Regions from separate parts of the Arachis hypogaea genome. Here region 2 is linked to region 1. Evidence: chromatin contacts called from public Hi-C data. All regions are on one chromosome and are shown on one strand. Each heading gives the region's core, a stretch centred on a gene start, on an enhancer-like site or on the middle of the called end of the contact. The rest is flanking DNA. Distances are from core to core; before and after follow the strand shown.

What was found. A called contact is a pair of places that touch in the nucleus more often than the background predicts.
Region 2: a contact with region 1 is called in a Hi-C map of leaf, with 4 times the contacts expected there. The contact joins the promoter of LOC112732341 here to the promoter of LOC112735963 in region 1. A contact is called at or near these places in 2 of 8 Hi-C or Micro-C datasets (leaf and an unstated tissue).

Annotation. Positions count from the first base shown.
Region 1 is chr13:87,856,454-87,863,614 of arahy.Tifrunner.gnm2.J5K5, reverse strand. LOC112735963 (transcription factor RAX1) reads right to left here and starts at 4,064. Exons shown (of 3, transcript XM_025785363.3): 1 at 3,825-4,064; 2 at 3,606-3,735; 3 at 3,012-3,524. The coding sequence starts at 3,960. The coding sequence ends at 3,062.
Region 2 is chr13:88,159,946-88,167,106 of arahy.Tifrunner.gnm2.J5K5, reverse strand. It overlaps LOC112732341, which reads left to right and starts at 3,712. Exons shown (of 7, transcript XM_025781034.2): 1 at 3,712-4,271; 2 at 4,345-4,406; 3 at 4,499-4,582; 4 at 4,985-5,039; 5 at 5,280-5,415; 6 at 5,779-5,829; 7 at 5,952-6,521. The coding sequence starts at 4,175. The coding sequence ends at 6,051. LOC112732340 (asparagine--tRNA ligase, cytoplasmic 1) reads right to left here. Exons shown (of 6, transcript XM_025781033.3): 6 at 6,908-7,161.

The sequences.
Region 1 (7,161 bases), core at 2,815-5,314:
GAAACTATATGATGACTCAGATAAGAAGTCCCGTAACTATTTAGTTTTTGGATTTTTTTTTCAATTTTGTATTCATGATTACAAAAATTGCATTAAGCTTTTTCAATACCATCTCTGTCTTTTTCAATCCTCTTAAAAAACCTCCAAACATTAGATTTTTTTATCAGAATCAACACTACCAGAAACTTAAACAGGAGTCTCAGAAACAATCTCATCATCCATGTTTATAAATTTCTTAATCATATTCAAATAATATGTATTAAAATACTACAGCAACAACAACAACGTTCATTGATTATGAAATTCTTGTATTAAAAATTTAAAATTCTACAACAACAATAACCCACTTTATAATCTTTTGCACTAAATTGCACTTTATAATCAACTGATCTAAATAAGAACAAAATATGTTCCTAAATATCTTGCCGAACAAGCCTTTTCATTCCAAGAAGTCAAGAAACAACAAAAAAAAAAAACTCCAATTTGACATTCAAAAAAATATAATTGTACAAAGAATGAATAAATCAAGCCTTATGGATCCAAAATATCAACACATAAACTTTTTTCATCTGCATAAAAGACTTCAAAATTCAAAGTTAACTTGATAATTTCGACTTATCAAAGAATCGTATTTCTCTTTTGATTCTCAAAATAAAATATTATTTTCCCTTAAAATGTACAAAATTATAGTGAAGAACTGAAACTTAATTTTGATAAATCCAAATCAAAGACTAAAAGATTATCAACCAACTGATACAATGATATCCTCCAATGAAAATTGATGCTTTCACAAACGATATTATGGGTTCTAAAGCAATCATAATTACAATTAAAAAAAAGCACAAACCGAATATTGGAAGCTCAACAATATTCGGTTCCATTACTACTTGCAAACTAAATATTCTAAATTCAGTTAGCATATTGGTTTCTTCAGAATAAAACCAATGTAAATTACAACAAACATTCATTTTCTTTTTTAATGGTTTCATTATGAATAGGGTACCCTGAATTAATGACCAATTTTTTTCTGAATCAATAGCAAACTAATTTGAACTAATTTAAAAATTTTTATTTTGAAATCAAGCAGAAATAAGCAAACTAGAAAAACAAAAACTCTAAGAGAGGGAGAGAAGAAGAAGAAAGTCACCTTTGGGGCTCTGAAGCAGAAACAAGCGCACCGCATCAGGGAGGAGTTGGGGCCATCCCAGTTTTAATTTTTTTTTTGTGGGGCTTAATTAGGGCCAGGACTTATAAAATATGTTTTTATAATTTATGGGGCTGTGGGCTGAAATTATTTTAAAGAGTTTAGGGCCAACCCTAAAATATTGGGCTCGATTGACATTACTACTTTCTATCATCATTAGTCACCTATTGTAATTGAAAACACATTAAATTAACAACAGCAAGTTTAATCTATAAATTAAATGTGATGGCAATGCTAATAATTAATTTGGTAATTACCAAGAGAGAGTCAACAAAATACAATTCATGGTTTGAATAGAGGATGCAAGACAAGTTCAGATAATAGCCAAAATAAGTCTAGAGAATATTTTGAAAGATGAAAACCTAACCCAATATCACCGTTGGCTTTGTACCCCTGGTTCAGGAGGGAGAAATAGACTACTACCGGCAATGATGGCGGATGCAATGGCCACGGCAAGACGCGACGGCGCTGTTGGAGGAGTTGGACGCGGGTGGTGCGAATAGGGGTCACGGGTGGACATGACAGATGGTGATGGAGACGCGACGACTCTGATGGGTCGGAGGAGATGGACACACAGGGGTCACGGAGGCTCAGGATGTGAGAGATAGTGGCGAGACGTGATAGCACTGGTGGAGAAGCGGATCCAGAGGTGGTAAAATTAGGGTCATAGAGGCCAAGGACGCGATAGACGATGATGGAGATAGACAAAAGAGTGAAAGACAAAAAAAATGTGGTGGTGTTGGTGAACGACAACAGTAAAAAATCTGCCGACAAAAATTCAGATCTGAGAGTGAAGTGTTTCTCTGCATTGAGGGTCTTTAGTTTTTGAGAGTTAGAAGTCACAGGAGAACGAAAAAAAGAAGAAAATTTTTTTATTTTGTATTAATTTTAATAAAATATAATATTTAATCATAATTAATCATGTATAATTAATAGTACACATATATTAGTATTTATATATAAATAATATTTAATATACTTTTAAAATATATTAAATTTTAATTTTTAAAATTATTTAATTATTAGTTGACTAGAATTAATGATATCGTGTCTATACTATATTAGTCTATATATACGGAATATGAATTTTTTTTACAAATCTTGAGATACGAGAGCAATTACCAAATTAACGGTGGTATGGAAACAATCACCAATAATGTTTGGCGGTTCGGTGCAGTGGAGACCCTGACAACAAAAAATTTGGCTGCATGCATTATTGATGATCCTAACCATGGCGTCGTCCACGCACAGCAATAGCATGCCGTCTTGTACAAATATCGTGTTTAATTAGATAATGGTATAATGTATTTGTTTATAGAGTTTAGTCAGCCTGTGTCCTAAAATTTATTATTAATAAAAAATTTTAAATTTTTTTATTTAATAAATATAAAATAAATGTATTAAAAATTTAAATATTTATAAAATTTTTAATTTATAATCTTAACGTATCCTTTTAGCACACGATCGTTAAACCCTTGTTTACAGGATGTGATAGATTGATACTTAGAGATTTATTTGTATAATATGTGAACTTTTATGGTTCAGGAAGCAGTCCCATAATCATAATGCATCCTCGATCTATTATTAATGGTACCCCAGAAAGAGACAAACGGTAGCTGTTAATAATTGTCAGATGGGGGGACCCTGGCATTGTTGGAAATTGTATATTTGAGCAGCCAACGAAACTTTCGTGACCCTTTAATTTCCGGATCCTTTAACGTCCGCATATCGGTGTAACTTTCGTGACAATGAATGAATATTAAAGAGCACGACTAAATAATATGCAAAAGGATACTACAACTCTTAATTGAACTCAAATATCATTTCATTGCATCCTACTATCATTAATATAATTGATTAGATATATGACGACGACGATGATGATGGGTCTAGTTGGGTGTTTTTATATTGAGAATAAGCAAATCCATTTTGCACAAAATCAAGCAAGAATGCATCATCTTCTTCAGCATAATAACCAAGCCACTGATGACCAACATGATCTTTCTCTTTTATTACCAAGGGATTAGCAGCTGAAATGTCTGATTCCAAAGGCAGCATTTTTGATGGAACTGGGAATGGTGTTTGGTACAAACCCAAAACAGCAGACTCAAAACAAGTAGTTGGGGTGTTGTTATTATGATCAAAGGCTTCAATTTGAGGAGTGAAAGTTGGGAACTTGGAAGAAGCAGTGTTGAGGACAGTAGTGGCATTGGCAGTGTTTATTCCTCCTGCGAAGAACTTCTTCCTAAGCTTAGTGTTCCAGTGATTTTTGACATCATTATCAGTTCTTCCAGGTAGTTGAGCTGCTATAAGGGACCACCTTAACACAAACAGAAACAACGTCGTAATACATAAAATGAATGAAGAAGATTCAAGTTAAGTAGTTGATGGTTGTTACTACCTGCTTCCAATGGTAGCATAAAGGGTGGAGATAAGTTTGTCTTCATCGTCAGTGAAAGCTCCATGCTTGATGTGAGGCCTGAGATAGTTGAGCCATCTCAGACGACAGCTTTTCCCGCAGCGTTTAAGGCCTTGATCATCATTAGTCAGATAGATAGAGACAATGACAGGCAACAAACAAACAAACACAAGGAGGTAGATGAGAGATGAGATCTGAAACCTGCTTTGAGAGGAAGAGCTATCCAGTTACCAGCAGAGCCATGTTTGTTGAGGTAGCTTTTGAGTATTTCATCTTCTTCATGAGACCATGGCCCTCTTTTCACGTTAGCTTTGTCACAGCATGGACTTCTTCCCATTGCCACTCTCTCTGTCTTTTGTTAGGGCATTACCACAAACTAGAAGCTATTTAAATAGACCCCATTTTTTCAATTAAGTGAGAACCGGTCAACCACAAGGTACACTCAAATGTAAGTATTTAACAGAAAAAGAAAAGAATAGTACCCTTTTTGTTTTGGTTTCAAATAGTACTTTTATTTATTTATTATTATTTTTTTTTTTTGTCAGACAACACACCCACACAATTACATCACATGCTTCAGCCACAAATAGAATAGTACTTAGCACTCATCACCATATCAAATGGACCATGATTCATTCATCATCCAAACTGGGCCACATTACCATACCCAGCCCAATAGGCCATGATACCTGGGTGCCCCAAACATCTACAAACAACACAAATGTGATAGACAGGATAGTTAACTGCTGAAGCAACGGTTTGAAAAAAATAAAAAATAAGAGACACAGGAAACTATAATCTATAGAGAGACTAAGAAAAATGAGAAACCACACCTTAAAAATTAGCCAATAAAAGAGAAGAACTAATCTCCTTATATATAATATAAAGCATCCCATACTATCCGACATGGGACTTTGAACACCCCAGAATATCCAAATCCCTAACAAATTCATTTTCTTTCCATGATGAATTCCCTCACTTCATTGAATAGTAAAAGGAAGGAGATGTGACTTATAACTTGATTAAACAAAACCTTTTGCTATGTTCTTTTCTTAATTAATTAATTTAAGAAAGTGGAAATATGATGGATTGTGCTACAGTGAATCTTAGACATCGATATGGAGGCATCACTCCAATCCAAAACACAAGAAAGTGGAACATCTTGGTGGGATTATTCCATCTTTTAGGAAAATGTCAATGACATATAATAGTATATTAATATTCTCTTTCAAGTTTCAAGAGGTTATCTAGGATGGACTTAGATTAGATTAGATTACATTACATTAAATTAAAGCGATGCACTGTATGGTATTAGTATTTGTATATTAGTCAAATCCATCAACATCTTATCTCTAAAGACCAAAGTGCAACAACCCCATGATCCTTGTCTGTTGTTGTTGAAGTTGAAGCGGCATTAATAATTTCAATTCATTTGGAACAATATCTTTTCTTTTTAAAGCCAAAACCTGTTGGCTTAGAACCAACAGTTTCCATCAACCGAGGGCATGCTTGCTACTTACTTACAATACTTTTTCTTTGGGTTTAACTCACTTTAATTTTATGCTTACTCCGTACACTTTCCATTTCCTCTGCCCCTTCTCATTATACCAATTTCACAAGCCTTCTAATCACACTTACTTTTACTCATAACCAATATTTAGCTTTGATTTCTTTCAATTTATCAACTATCATACTCAATAGAGATATAATATAATCAAAGAATTCTTTAATAATTCAAATTGAGGACTCAAATAATGCTTTTATGGCCTTTCTATCAGAAAAAAAAAAAAAAAAGCAATTAACCGTCCAATGCAATTCTCAAAAATAGTTATAAAATAGAATATAAAATTGATTTAGTTTTTAATGTTTAAAGTAAATCTTAAATTTTTTTAATATTTAAACATTTTATTTTTGCTTCAAACTTCTTTCGTCTTTTTTTTTTTTAAGACAAAAATTTTATTTTTGACTGAAAAAAAATAACAAAATATTTTGGACAAAAATAAAACGCCTTAAATGTTAAATATTAAAGATAAAAACAATAAGTAATTAATTAAAATTTTTAAAAAGAACAATCATATGGATCAAATAATACCGATCACGTGTTTTGATCGCAAATTGGATAGGATTGAAAACCAAACAAAAGCCTGTAGCTTAAGATATTTCAGATCATGAGAACAGGATAATGATTATAACAATTAAGTTACTAGAATTTAATCTATAAATTGAAAAAAGTTTGGTAACAAACAAATTTCAGCCATAATTAATCAAAATTTTTGATAATTTATTTTATTTATATCATTTAATAATAATTTTATTTTTTATTTCACTCTCTTATCATTCTACTTATTATATTCTTATCAACTTCACTTATTAATCATATTAATTATAATATTATATCTCTTATTATTAGGTATTTTTGTAATTAATACTTAATATTTTTTTTATAATTTAATTTTTATATTTAATAATACATTAAATATTAATAATAATAATAATAAGAATGGACGGTAATGATAATATATATTAATTGAGTTAACTGCACTTGATTCTTTATTTTCTTTAAGGCATTTAATATCAATCAATAGAAATACGAAAAAATCATTAATTCTTTATTTCCGTTAAAGCATTTTAATTGCACTTGATTCTTTGTAATATATACCTTCCATTAATTCAATTATGATCATTCAAAAATCATAACTCTAATACCATTACAAGCACAATAGTGTATAAGTCAAGAAATTTTACAAGAAATCGCATTTATCATTGCAAATAGTATGACATTTGAATTCGACTTTAATACGGTACCTATGGTAGAAGATGCTGATGAAGAATTTGAACAACAGACGAACTCACTCGACGAGGTTGTTGTCAGTCAACCAATTTTCGAGAATATGAAAAACACACTAGCTTTGATGAGGTATGATAATAAACTGATTTAATTTTTTTTTTTTTGTGCTTTTATGTGCATTTATAATTATACTGTACTAACTAAATTCATACGCATAACATTCATACGTTCATATACATAACATCCATAATTACATACAACTAATATCTAAAAATTAAATTTATGTTTATTAGATATTACATCCATATACATATCATTTTTTAGTTATTGCATAAGTAACTATAAAGTTAACACAGATGTTTTTAAATTTTATCATAATTGAATTTAAAAAAATATCAAATTCTTAAATTAATTTCTTCAATTGATAAATTTACTCATAACATCCATAGATTCATACACATAACATCCATTATTTCATATTAATAACATCCATAATTTGTACTCATAATATTCATAATTTCATACCTATATGATGTCTATAATTAATAAATTTTTATAATTAATATTATCAAATTTTAAACTATACATCTTATTGTATTTTTCAAATTATCTCATATGCACATTAATAGGTCATAATTTTAATTATTTTAATATTTTTATTTAATATTCATATGTATGCTTATTTATTGATTTTAATATAACAGTTAATAATTATTTTTAAAAATTAATTTTTTAATTTTTTTTATATTT
Region 2 (7,161 bases), core at 2,463-4,962, 300 kb before region 1:
AGATGAAGAACAAGGTTTAGAAAGCATGACTAGAGAAGAGTAGAGTGAATAACCCTATACACTTGAGAGATTAGAGTGATACACACTACCAGTGAGGGTTCAATGCTTGATTCTATGTTCCCTGCTTTCATGAGCTGTCTTCTTACAAGTTTACTTGCTTTTTATTGTATGATTTGAATTAGTGAAATCTGGTTTACGTTTGTCTTGAAGAGATTATTTACTTTTAACCAAGAAGGTAGAAACATTTTTTGCATGTAGTTACATTCATATAGATAGGTTGCATTTCATGCATTCTACCATTCCTCTTCATCTTTATAGCTTCTCTTGAGCTTAGCATGAGGACATGCTATTGTTTAAGTGTGGGGAGGTTGATAAACCACTATTTTATGGTTTATCTTGTACTCAATTGAGTGGTTTTTATTAACTCTTTACCCACTTATTCATACTATTTGCATGGTTTTATATGTCCTTCCTAATTATGTGTTTTGGTTGAAAACATGCTTCTTTGATCTTATATTTGCTTATTATTAATCCTCTCTTATTACCATTAGATGCCTTGATATGTGTGTTAAGTGTTTTCAGATATTATAAGGCAAGGATGGCATGGAGGATGGGAAGAAAGCATGCAAAAGTGGAAGGAATGCAAGAAGTTGGAGAAATTGCTAAGCTGTCCAGCCTGACCTCTCTGCACTCAAACGGCTATAACTTTAGCTACAGAGGTCCAAACGATGCGGTTTCAGTTGTGTTGGAAAGCTAACGTCTGGGGCTTCGATTTGATATATAATATGTTATAGTTCCCCTGACGCTAGGCGACGCGACCGCGTGATCCATGCGGCTGCGTCGCAGTGACGGAAATCCAGCGTGGCAAAATTCGAAACCAGCGAATTCTGGACTGTTTCTGACCCAGTTTGCGGCCCAGAAAACACAGATTAGAGGGTATAAAGTGGGGGACTGCATCCATTCATAGGAGGCTCTCAATATTCACAATTTTAGGAGTAGATGTAGTTTTTAGAGAGAGAGGTTCTCTCCTCTTTCTTAGGATTAGGATTTAGGATTTCTCTTAGTTTTAGAGTGACTCTCAATCCCAGGTTCAATGTTCTTTTATTTCTTTTCTCAATTTTGTTTATGACTCTCTATGTTTAGATTGATTTTCTATTTAATATATCTTGAGGTATTTCAGACTTATGATTGCTCCTTTTTATTATATAAATAATTTAGATTTTTCCCTTTTGGCTTTGGTTGATTTATTGGTAACGCTTAAGCTGTCAAATAAAGCAGTGGTTGAAATTGGGAGTTGCTCCAATAACTCTAGTCTTTCCATAGGAATTGACTAGGACCTGAGGATTAAGCTAATTAATCTACTTGATTTACCTTCATAGTTAGAGGTTAACAAAGTGGGATTAAAACCCAATTCTCGTCGCAATTGACAAGAATAGGACTTCCAGTTCTTATACCTTGCCAAGAGTTTTATTATTTATTTAATTTAATACAATATTACTTTCTTGTCATTTACTATTCTTGCTTTTTATCTTATACATTAAAACCCCCAATTTACAAACTCATAACCAATAATAAGAACACCTCCCTGCAATTCCTTGAGAAGACGACCCGAGGTTTAAATACTCGGTTATCAATTTTAAAGGGGTTTGTTACTTGTGACAACCAAAACGTTTGTATGAAGGGATTTTTGTTGGTTTAGAAACTATATCTACAATGCGACTATTTTTATGATATTCTTTACTGGCAAAAATCTCTAACGTCAAAAACCCTTGATTACTACTTTGACAATCTTGCTTTCAGGAATCGACACAAAATATTGACTGCGATCATTTTTTAATCGAATCATATAATCATCTATTAATTTATCATCCTCTATTTTAAAGGCAAACAAATCTGTTAGTTACTTTCGATTCACCTCTATAAAATTGACTATGAAATGTATTTTTCAATTGAGCCCAACTCGAATTGGGTCTTAAATTCAAAAACCATGTAAAAATATTTTTTTGTCAAATAAAAAGAAAAAACTTCATTTTCAAATCTTCATTGTTTGCTAGATTTCCAAGTTTAGCCAAATATCGAGCAATATGCTCTACAGTTGATTCTCGTACTTCTCCAACAAACTTGGTAACAATTTTAGGATTTTTTTTACCCCGTAGGTACCTTAGCCATTTGTATTGTTTCAGGAAAAGCTAAAACGATATAGGTCGATGCATAAATACCACATTAATACCTACTCGATTGAGGGTATTTTCAACAATCCTTATCATCTGATAATAACCACCACGCTGATTAGCTCGAATTCAATTCAAGACATCATCAGCATTTTGACCACGTCGAACGACGTGAGGATGATTTTTGTCATTAAGATTGTTATGGAAACTTTTCTCATTATTATAACGTATATTTTGAGGTTGACCATACCATTCATCAAATTTACAATTATAACAATTCTATCGACTTACCTAGCTAACTGATCATACTTAGTATTATTATCAGTCATAATTGGGTTAAGAATTGCAGTCATTTGATGAGTTAGTAAATTAACTAAATCATGATGACTCACATCCATATGCTAACAAAAAGTAGTCATTGATCCTGAACTATTGGACAAGGAACCAACTGAATAATCTCGAGTGGTTGGTTATTCAATGTAACTGGCGCATTTCCAAATCTGACTGGAGGTGCGTAACTGCCTGATGGTGGCATATAGCCAAGAGGAAGGCCAAATAGGCGCCACTTTGTAGTTACTGGTAATAGATTTTGTATTAGCGCACTTCTAGGGCATGGATTTCACCCATTACCCCTAGTATTTGCTTTAACAACTACAACAATTTTCTAGAATTTTAGGTACTTCTTTCTGTATGTGATAATGAATTTGCAGAAGTTTGTGCGATACCTACTGGTACATTTGATTATACATTACTATTTGAAACTTTTTCAAACATATTAATAATTCTACCACTTTGCAATCGCATACACTTTTGAAATCCTTTTATGCATGAAATTGAAAATACAACTTTGATATTTAAAAAACTGTTTTACTGGACTTGTCAATTTGTTTTACAGAGTTTTCACAAATCTATGCAAATAAATTTTAATTGCAAAAACATCTAGGTTGGTTCAATATCTATTTTCTGGGAGCGAAACATAATCCTCTTTGCGGATACCAATTTTACCATGCATTAAAAGCCAATCTGGAATCAAAATTTACTCTTCTTTGTCACGATGAAGAAGCAAGCTTTTTTTTTATATTACTGTCTTTAAGGATGAACTAGTAAATCAAAACCAATCTGACTTGCGAAAATACATACTTAAAATGTAAAGAAAAATTTTACTAAACATAATTAATGCTGCAAAGTATTTAAAATAAAACCAGAATATAAAAGATAAATATTGAACTTGCGAGAAAGATAAACTGCATTAATGTAAAGTGCAAAAATGATAAAGAAATATAAGAATATGGAAGAAAACTTACAGAAATTAACTTAAGACCAAAAGTCTCAGAAAGTCACAGAGGATATGAGTGTTTCTGAAACGATTTTTCAACCTCCAATCCCTTATTTGCTACTCTATTTATAAGCATCTTTCACCAATTATGTGCTGGCACCTGTCGATTTGGTGATGACTCAAAATAACTGTTCTCGGCAAATACAACTTGATAACTGTCTCCTAAGTCATGTTCCCCAATTTTAAAGATTTGCCTTACTATCTAGTCAAAATCGATTACCAATCGAATCGTATCATATTATCAATACCAACTCGAGTCTTTTACAAAATTAAAAATATGCAAGCAAGTGTTGAAATTCTTTATAACTCCCTTTGAATAGAATCTTCTCCCAATTTTATAAGTTGCTAAACTGATCTCGATCAATTATCAATATTTTTTCTACTAAATAACACATTTGTAAGTAAAATTAATTCACCAATTGTCACTTATTTAATTTTTTTTTAATTTTAGAATGTTGATAATTAATGGCTAGAATTTAAGATTTTATATAAAAAAATTTAAAAAAAAGTGTTACAAAATTAAAAGGTTTGAAATATTAGAAACCAAATCCAAATATTTAGAACCAAAATAATACTTTGGTAAGAAAAATAATTGGGGTCAATAGCTGTGTGTTAATGTGCAAAAAAATTGGCAACGGGCGAAGGGCGAAGGGCGAAGAAGAGGAAAATGAAGAAGCTTGCAAGGAAATGGCGCAATTCAGGAGACGACAAGTTCTCTCTTCCCATCCACGACGATGAAGACTCTCGTCCCATGGGCCCTCAAGGTTTCCACTTTTCCATTTTATTCAATGCAACTATCAGTTTAGGTCATTTTGTGATTCCAATTTTGGTTTACAGAGCAAGAAGAGTTTGTTCGCTCTTTAGAGGCCACTCAAGCTGAGAATAATCGCTTTTGGAGGGTATCATCTCCTTTTTCTTTTTAAGTCAATTTGATTTTAATCTTTTTTATATGAACTCATCTCTGATTTTATTTTCCTTTTTTATTATGTAGAGGGTGTTTGCCATTCTGCTCTTCTGTTACATGCAGTTTCTTTTGTATTCCATCTTCAAACAGGTTACATCTCCATGGGAGATGGTATGTTGCAACTCTCTTTCAAGCATGCATGTGATGTGAGAATGTTGCGTGGAATAATAGCTATTTGTTTTTTTCTTTTCTTTTATTTTGTTATCTGATTTTGAGTCTTCTGAGGCTTGTTATGTGTTTGATCCATGTTGAAACTATTAAACTTTTTTGCTTTTGTCTTTGATGATAACGTATTTTGTATGCCTTGGATGAAAATAAGTCGTTTGCCTATTTACCAAGAGGACAATTGAATTTTGTATGTTGGAAGGCTTTGTGGTCGTACACTCTTATTATTCCTTTTCCAAATATATAGCATTGAAGTCATTGTAGCTAATAACGTTTTCATTTTCTGATTTTTGTGATTGTTTGTTTTACTGAATATGCTGTTAACCTTTCTTTGTTCTTGATAAACAGAGGCCTTATGCCTATTTCATGGAGGACATCTACTCATGGATGATTATCTCTGCAGGTTCATTCCTTTACTTATCTAGAATTATATACATATACCTCAGCTAGACTTCCTATTTTAGGTTCCTTATTTTTTTTCTGCATTTTCTATAGAAATTGTGTCTTTAGTCCCTATGTTCGGTTTTTATCGCCTTCGTTATCAGTATGAACTTGCAATTGAAGTAGACACATGATATGCTATTAATTTGTCAATTTATGTGGTGGCGGCTGTTGTCAAAAACTAATTGAATAGCTTTTACAGACTGGATGGCTGTTTTAGTGTGCTCATTTTCCATGAAAGGATTGATTGATGAGTCAGTGCATCACAGAAGATGGATCTGGTACTCGTGGTTTACTGCCATTGTTCCTGCAATGTTCTGGTTATATTACATGTTGAGGTAAGTTCATAGATAACCACCAAATAATCATGGTCACCATATGGAATTGAAAATCAACTAAGATATAAAAGCATGAAATTACTGGAATATAATATATAATTTAGCTATGGGGTTGGTTTTTACTTTTTAGTATACACTATCATAGGGAACTTATTTGTATTTTAGTACATTTGAACCAATGCATATTCAAGAAAGCATTCAAGAAAATCAAGATGTTATGCCTGCTCTGGTAATATTTTCCATTCTATAACTGCTTCCTATACTATCTTCAGCTATTCTTTCTGCTGTTTATATCCCCCTTCAAATATGTGCTATTTCAGGTGCTTCCCTCACCTCTAATATATAACACTAATTTTCTTATAGGCTGCCTAAATTCCGATGGGATGTTATCTTTCTGCCATTTGGTCCTCTTGGGTAAGCGCTGTTAATAATATATTCTTTTCTTTTATCTTTTATTCCTTTTTTACTTATTTAATTTGTGTAGCACTAAACAGGTAAGTTTGTTGCTTGGTTACTAACTTACTATGCTGCTGCAGGGGAGCCACAATCTGCCTCTACGTGGATCATTTGCTAAGTGAGTCATCAGAAGAGATAAGAAAGCTTCGTGGGTACATGTATAGCTATAAAGCAGGCTAGAGTGGACATTGTGCCCTGGTGATATGGGAAGCAATTTTTGGAATGGATTGACCGGATAACCTGTGAATTATTTTCAATCAGTCATATGGATTGAGGCTGATACCCTTATCAGCCAACAACAGCAGGGAGAGTTAAGATAGGAACAGTCACCTGATCAGAGAGCAAGTGACATGGTTTAAGGTGGCATCTGGTGGAGTGGCGATGTTTTGGTGAGATGTGGTAGTAGCAATTTTGGATGCTATAATAATTTTCGTTTTACTGAGCAACTTAGTGAATCACATTTCTCTAAAGTTTATGCAAGTTGTGTCATTGCTGTTAATCAACAGAATTTTATAGCTGTTCGTACCTTGCGTGAATTTGCCATTACGGCTGACAAGTTTAGACTTTAGACATGTTAACTTACATGGGTATTGAATTGTTTGCAAAATAGGTTGGATATTGAAAAAGAACAATTGAACTTTTTGTGGGAATTTCAGTGGGTTCCTTGCTTTATTGGCTGAAGATAGGCAGCATAATGCTAAGCGAATACCTCTGATTTTTGCTTGTGAATAAGAACAAAAATCGTGGAAGAAGCTAATTGTTGTGCAGGAATGAAGACTATGATTGATGCTACGCTTCAATGCAAGGCTTGTATCCAGAAGATACTGAGATTCTTATGCTCTCCAAAGTTATATCGGGTAAAATTAAGGGAAGAAGAAGTTGCTGTTAATCAGCACAAGTCATAATTTAATATTAAGGAAATACACAAGAAATATAAAACCCTTGAATTTTCATTAGAACATAGCATAGCATCAATTTTCTTTGTTGCGAATGAGTTTAAAAGTTAAAACAGTGTTCAACTTTATACAACTACATATAAATGACGAATTGCACAAAATGCAAATCGGACTTTATTCATATTGAATAAATTAAGTACATCTTTGTGTTGTGAGAAGTAAACAGAATATCGTTTCCTGGCCATGCTTAGGAAAATATTTATACAAAGCTCTCTAATGAATGAAATACAATACTGTGGAGATAAATATCTGATTTATATATAAAACCCAGCAAATCCACTATTCATGCTACAAAACTACATCTCTACCTTGTGCAAGAGAAGTGCAACTGGAA